Regions from separate parts of the Danio rerio genome. Here region 2 is linked to region 1. The links are chromatin contacts, called in public Hi-C maps. All regions are on one chromosome and are shown on one strand. Each heading gives the region's core, a stretch centred on a gene start, on an enhancer-like site or on the middle of the called end of the contact. The rest is flanking DNA. Distances are from core to core; before and after follow the strand shown.

What was found. Hi-C and Micro-C count contacts between places; a contact is called where the count stands out from the background.
Region 2: a Hi-C map of embryo shows a contact between it and region 1, with 11 times the contacts expected there. The contact joins two enhancer-like sites. A contact is called at or near these places in 4 of 18 Hi-C or Micro-C datasets (caudal fin, embryo, gastrula embryo and 1 more) and 1 of 4 datasets of contacts at active chromatin or transcription factors (caudal fin).

What each region holds. Positions count from the first base shown.
Region 1 is chr3:65,173,236-65,176,178 of GRCz12tu, reverse strand. The region is part of intron 4 of nherf1b (NHERF family PDZ scaffold protein 1b); the gene reads right to left. Among named protein-coding and RNA genes, the nearest start is that of nherf1b, 48 kb to the right of the region's middle. Within about 2 kb of position 1,553, at least 4 of the 62 cell types and tissues checked have an H3K27ac peak or open chromatin away from gene starts, as enhancers often do.
Region 2 is chr3:65,370,472-65,373,414 of GRCz12tu, reverse strand. No RefSeq gene overlaps it. Among named protein-coding and RNA genes, the nearest start is that of wu:fb97g03, 13 kb to the right of the region's middle. Within about 2 kb of position 1,459, at least 5 of the 62 cell types and tissues checked have an H3K27ac peak or open chromatin away from gene starts, as enhancers often do.

The DNA.
Region 1 (2,943 bases), core at 304-2,803:
GAAGAGCAGACAGATTTCAGAGAAGACCACAGCTAAAGATAATGATGTACAACTCACAATGAGATCAATCACAGTTTATTCTGTTACGGTAAACTCAATCGTTCATTTTCTTTTTCAGCTTAGTCCCTTTATTTATCAGGGCTCGCCACAGCGGAATGAACCGCCAACTTATCCAGCATATGTTTTACGCAGGGGATGCCCTTCCAGCTGCAACCCATGACTGGGAAACATCCACACACACTCATTCACACACATGCACTACAGACAATTTAGCCTACCCAGTTCCCCTATAGCGCATGTGTTTGGACTTTTTGGGGAAACCGAAGCACCCTGAGGAAACTCTGTCCCAGCCGAGGCTCGAACCAGCGACCTTCTTACTGTGAGGCAACAGCACTACCTACTGCGCCACTATTTGCAAAAACTTAGAAGTTGTCCCCACAAAAAAATGTAAATTTTATATTTTAAAGAATTGTTTAGTTTCAGCTCATTTTAAATAGGTAGTTTGGACAAACATCAAGGGCGACACGGCGGCTCAGTGGTTAGCACTGTGGTTCCGCTGGGTCTGTTATTGGCATTTCTGTGTGGAGTTCACACACATGCGCTATAGGTCAATTGAGGAACTAAATTGGCTGTAGTGTATGAGTGTGTGTGTGTGTGTGTGAGAATGAGTGTGTATGGGTGTTTCCCAGCACTGGGTTGCGGCCGGAAGGGCATCCGCTGAATGCTGGAATAGTTGTCGGTTCATTCCGCTGTGGCGATCCCTAATGAATAAAGAGACTAAACCGAAAGAAAATGAATGAGATCACGAGAAAATATTATTGATCAGTTCATGTCTTAATAATAGGCAGGTAATAAACCAGAAGTTAATAGCATCCCTGCTGAAAAATCCAGCTTAAACCAGCCTAGGATGATGACTGGTTTAACTGGTTGACCAGCCTGGTTTAAGAGGGTTTTTGGCCTCTTCCAGGCTGGTTTCCAGTCATTTCCAGCCTGGTCTTAGCTGGTCAGGCTGGAAAATGACCAGCTTAAACCAACTTGACCAACCTGGTTTAAGCTGGACATAGCTGGTTTTGGCTGGGCTCCCAGCCTGGCTAGGCTGATCAAGCTGGTTTTAGCTGGTCATCTCCCAGCCTGACCAGCAAAGACCAGGCTGGAAGTGGCCAAAACCCCTTTTAAACCAGCCTGGTCAACCAGCTAAAACCAGCCAACCATCCTAGGCTGGTTTAAGCTGGATTTTTCAGCAGGGATGAATTATGACTAAATAAAATGTTACCAAAACCTATATTAACTAAGACTTTTAGCACAATGAACTAATAATTAGCTGCTTATTAATAGTTTGTTGGGTTTAGGTATTGGGTATAATTAGAGAGTCAAATAAGATCATACTTAAACAGTTCATATCTTAATCCTAAACAATGTAATAAGCCAGTAGTTAATAGCATGAATTGTGACCTAAAGTGTTACCAAAAACTCAGGCAATCTTGATGTCAACACTACCAGTAATGTTCAGTGCACTAATAAGGGCACTAGGGGTCAGCCTTGAGTCTATGAGGAACACTGTGTGTGTGTTAGCATCATTAGCTGCAAAAGGAGGCAGCGTCTGACAGCACATCAGCTCTTCAACCATTAGGAAACTTTCCCACAATCCTTTGCAAAGCACTTCTGGAGACTCGCAGACTCTAAACTTAACAATAGCAGCAAGACGTGGGCGACGTGAAGCAAACCGACAGCGCATGTCCACTCGTCAACACTAAAATGGACAGTTTGGAAAGCCGGGAGTAAATATGGACTTGCCTTATTTCCTTTAAAACAATGTGTGTGTGTGTGTGTGTGTGTGTGTGTGTGTGTGTGTGTATGTGTGTTCATGTGGCAGGGTGTCATGCATTACTGTTATTGTGTCAAACTGAGGAACTGAGCCTGTCACACTGAGCTTTACTTAGTTTACGTCTTGTTTCTAGTCCAAATATCAAGAAATATATCAATATTGTATTGTTTTCATACATAATGAGTCAAATTAGGTGCTTTTTTCCCCCAAAACAAGCGAAATAATTGTGTTTTCGCTTCGAAATAAGATTATTTTGGGGTGTCACGGTGGCTCAGTGGTTAGCACTGTCACCTCACAGCAAGAAGGTGACTGGTTTGAGTCCTGGCTGGGCCAGTTGGCATTTCTGTGTGGAGTTTGCATGTTCCAGTGCTACCCAGAGGTAAGTAGAGTATCCTAAATCTATACTCAAGTAAAAGTACAAGCACTTGCGGAAGTCTTTAGTGAAATAAAAGTAAAAGGAGCCATCTAAAAAGTTACTCGAGTAAGAGGAAAAAAGTACCTGATGATAAAATGACTCAAGTAAATAGTTTCTACTTACCTTTTAATATAAATATATATATATATATATATACACAAGTTAAAATTATTCACCCTCCTGCGAATTTCTTTTTCAAATTTTTCCCAAATGATGTTTAATAGTGCGAGAGCAAGTAATTTTTCACAGTATTTCCTATAATATTTTTTCTTCTTTTGAAAATGTTATACGTTTTAAATCAGCTAAAATAAAATAAGTTTTAATGTTTATAAAATCATTTTAAGGTCAATATTATTAGCCCCCTTAATTAGGGGTGACCCCGTGATTAGGGGTGGACTACTTCACACTGATTGCTTGCCGCCGAACCGCGTCATAGCTCATACCATAAAGTTGACTTGATTTCAACTCTCCTCGACACCCACACCGGAGAAGATGCGCCGCGCTGCTCCTCGCCGCCGGTTCTCATTGAAAATGAATGACTTCCGGTTACTTTGACGCTCTCGCCGCTTGTTTGTGATCTCTCATCAGTTTGTGAACGCTACCCCGCGTTGTCACTCCACCCCGCCCCCTCCCCCGAGCGCTCCTCAATTTGTGATCGCTTCCTCGGTCCACCGACCCCACCCCCCCCAACAGGGGGCCCCGT
Region 2 (2,943 bases), core at 210-2,709, 200 kb before region 1:
CCCGAACATTTTTTACTCTTTACTATACACATACTATACTATACACTGTAAAAATATCCGGGTCACACTTTATTTTGGTGCTCCGTTTGTTATTTAAGTTACATCGCATCTACATGCGAACTAATTCTCATTAGATTATCAGTAGAGTGTTATGTTGGAGTTGAGGTTATAGTGTAAGTTGACATGTACTTGCAAAGTTCCTTATAGTCAGCTAAATGTATTAAATAGACAGTCTACTAATACTCAAACAGACCATCAAGATAAAGTGTTACCAATATCCGTAAATGAGAAGTTTTCTGTATTTTGTGATTGATGTTTTATTTTTTCCCCATTTATTCATGCTTTTGAATTGCATTGTGGGAGCTTGATCTTTCTTTCAACAACTTTTAACGTTGAAAATTTGTTCAAAAGTGACTTTTATTGCCATTTGTAATAGTTTGCAGTGCTATATTGTCTATGTTGGTGTTGTATATTACACCTTAAACTAAACTGCAGCACATTTAATGCTATTTCACAGACGGATTTCTCTAGATGTTGTACATTATTTTGTTTCAAACAACTAAAAACATCACTAAAAGTCACTTTGTTTAACTGTAGGGTTAAACTTCCAACATCAAAATTCAATAGAGCAGAGATCAACGTCCCATAATGCACTTCACACCCGTAAACAAACAGAAAACACTTGGTAAATGTAAGGTGACGGGGACGCTGGCAACAGAGTGCGGATCCAGACGATGGTTTATTAACAAGCATGGTCAGGCAGGCAACAGTTAACACAGGGGCAAAAGGGTTATATGCATCTACAATGCGTAGTCATAAACAGGCATATGGTCATTACAGGCGGCTGGTGGGGTGAATAATAAAACAAGCCAAAGGCCAGCAACAGAAAGAGGCAAGGCAAAACCACATCGTAATGTTCACAGACAGTTAAACAAGACTAACAAACAGTCGCTATAGTGGGAACTAAATTGGCTGTGTGTGTGTGAATGACTGTATGGGTGTTTCCCAGTACTGGGTTGCAACTAAAAAAAGCATCTGTTGCATAAAACATGCTGGACGAGTTGGCAGAAGAGTTGATTCATCCCTCATATTCATGCAACCAGAAGTGAACAGAAAACACTTGGAAAACTTGGAGTCTGATATTTTTTTTACAGTGTTTCATGCAGAACTGTTGCAAACAATTTATTTGTGTTGAATTCAAACAAACAAATTGAGTTTAATAATGTTCAGCTTAATTCGTTTGTTTAAACTCAACACTAATAAATTGTTTACAACCACTTAACATAAAAAATTTAGTTAATCCAAGCAATCATCTTTGAATAGTTTGTTTTCAGTGTAGTATGATTCAAAAGCACTGTATATTTGCCACAATTGTCTTTATCTTCTGTGGGAGCCCTCACAAGTTTGTTTGGGTAATATAAAACACAGCTTCTTCCCCCGGCATGTAATAAAAGCCCCCTACTGATTCGCCTCCGAATGCTTTCAAACCTCCCTGCTTATCTGCTGATACCAGAACTTCTCATCTCCCATCCTCCCAGCACATCTGTTTTAAACTGTTTTCAGTGCCGGGCAAAGATTAATCACACTGCAAAAAATGCATTTCTTGCTTAGATTTTTTGTCTTATTTCAAGTCTAAATATCTAAAATTTCTTATATCAAGAAGCATTTTCTAGACAAGCAGAACATATGGTCTTGTTTTGAGAAATAATACGCCAATATTAAGTGAGTTTTTCCTTAAAACAAGCACAATAATCTGCCAATGGGGTCAGCAAAATAATCTTGTTTTTTCTTTTGACGTAAGATTATTTAGCTTACTCCATTGGCAGATTATTTTACTTGTTTTAAGGAAAAACTCACTTATTATTGGCATATTATTTCTCAAAACAAGACCATATGTTCTGCTTGTCCAGAAAATTCTTCTTGATTTAGAAATTGTTAAATATTTGGACTAGAAACTAGACAAAAAATCTAAGTAAGAAAAGCATTATTTTCAGTGTTTATGATGCTTTATGGCTCGTGTTTACCCTCACAATGCAGTCAATATGTTTGTGTGTTCCACAAAGACGGTATTTTCATACATAAAGTCATTGCTGTTGTTTATTTTAATTATTGAAAGTGAATACTTCTTATTGAGTAAATACAAAACATTAAAGTAGTTAAAAGCCTTAAATTATGTTGTTTATCAAAAAATATTGAACGTGAAAGCATTAAATTATGTTACTGAATTATGTTATTTCTGCAAGATTTAGACTGTTCCCCCCTATTCTAGTTGTTTGAGCAATAATATGTCTACACTGCAAAAAATACTTTTCTTACTTAGATTTTTTGTCTTGTTTCTAGTCCAAATATCTAAAAATTCCTAAATCAAGAAGCATTTTCTAGACAAGCAAAACATATTGTCTTGTTTTGAGAAATAATATGCCAATAATAAGTGAGTTTTTCCTTAAAACAAGCACAATAATCTGCCAATGAGGTAAGCAAATTAATCTTACGGCAAAAGAAAAAACAAGATTAATTTGCTTACCCCATTGGCAGATTATTGTGCTTGTTTTAAGGAAAAACTCGCTAAATATTGGTGTATTATTTCTCAAAACAAGACAATATGTTTTGCTTGTCTAGAAAATGCTACTTGATTTAGGAATTGTTAGATATTTGGACTAGAAACAAGACAAAGAATCTAAGTAAGAAAAGCATTTTTTGCAGTGTATGATTATTTGCAGCCAAAATTACAATAATACATTTTATCAACAAATTATTATAACACAATCTATGACCTATCTAAGTATCCCAGTTCAATAAGCTTATAGAAAATAAAAGAGCATTGGAGAGAACTTCCAGAGAAAGATCTCATGATATAATTCGGGAGGAGAGCTTACGTCTTCCTGTCCGCACCAGATGCTGGTCAGTGAAAGTCAAACGAACCATGACACTAATCTACATCTT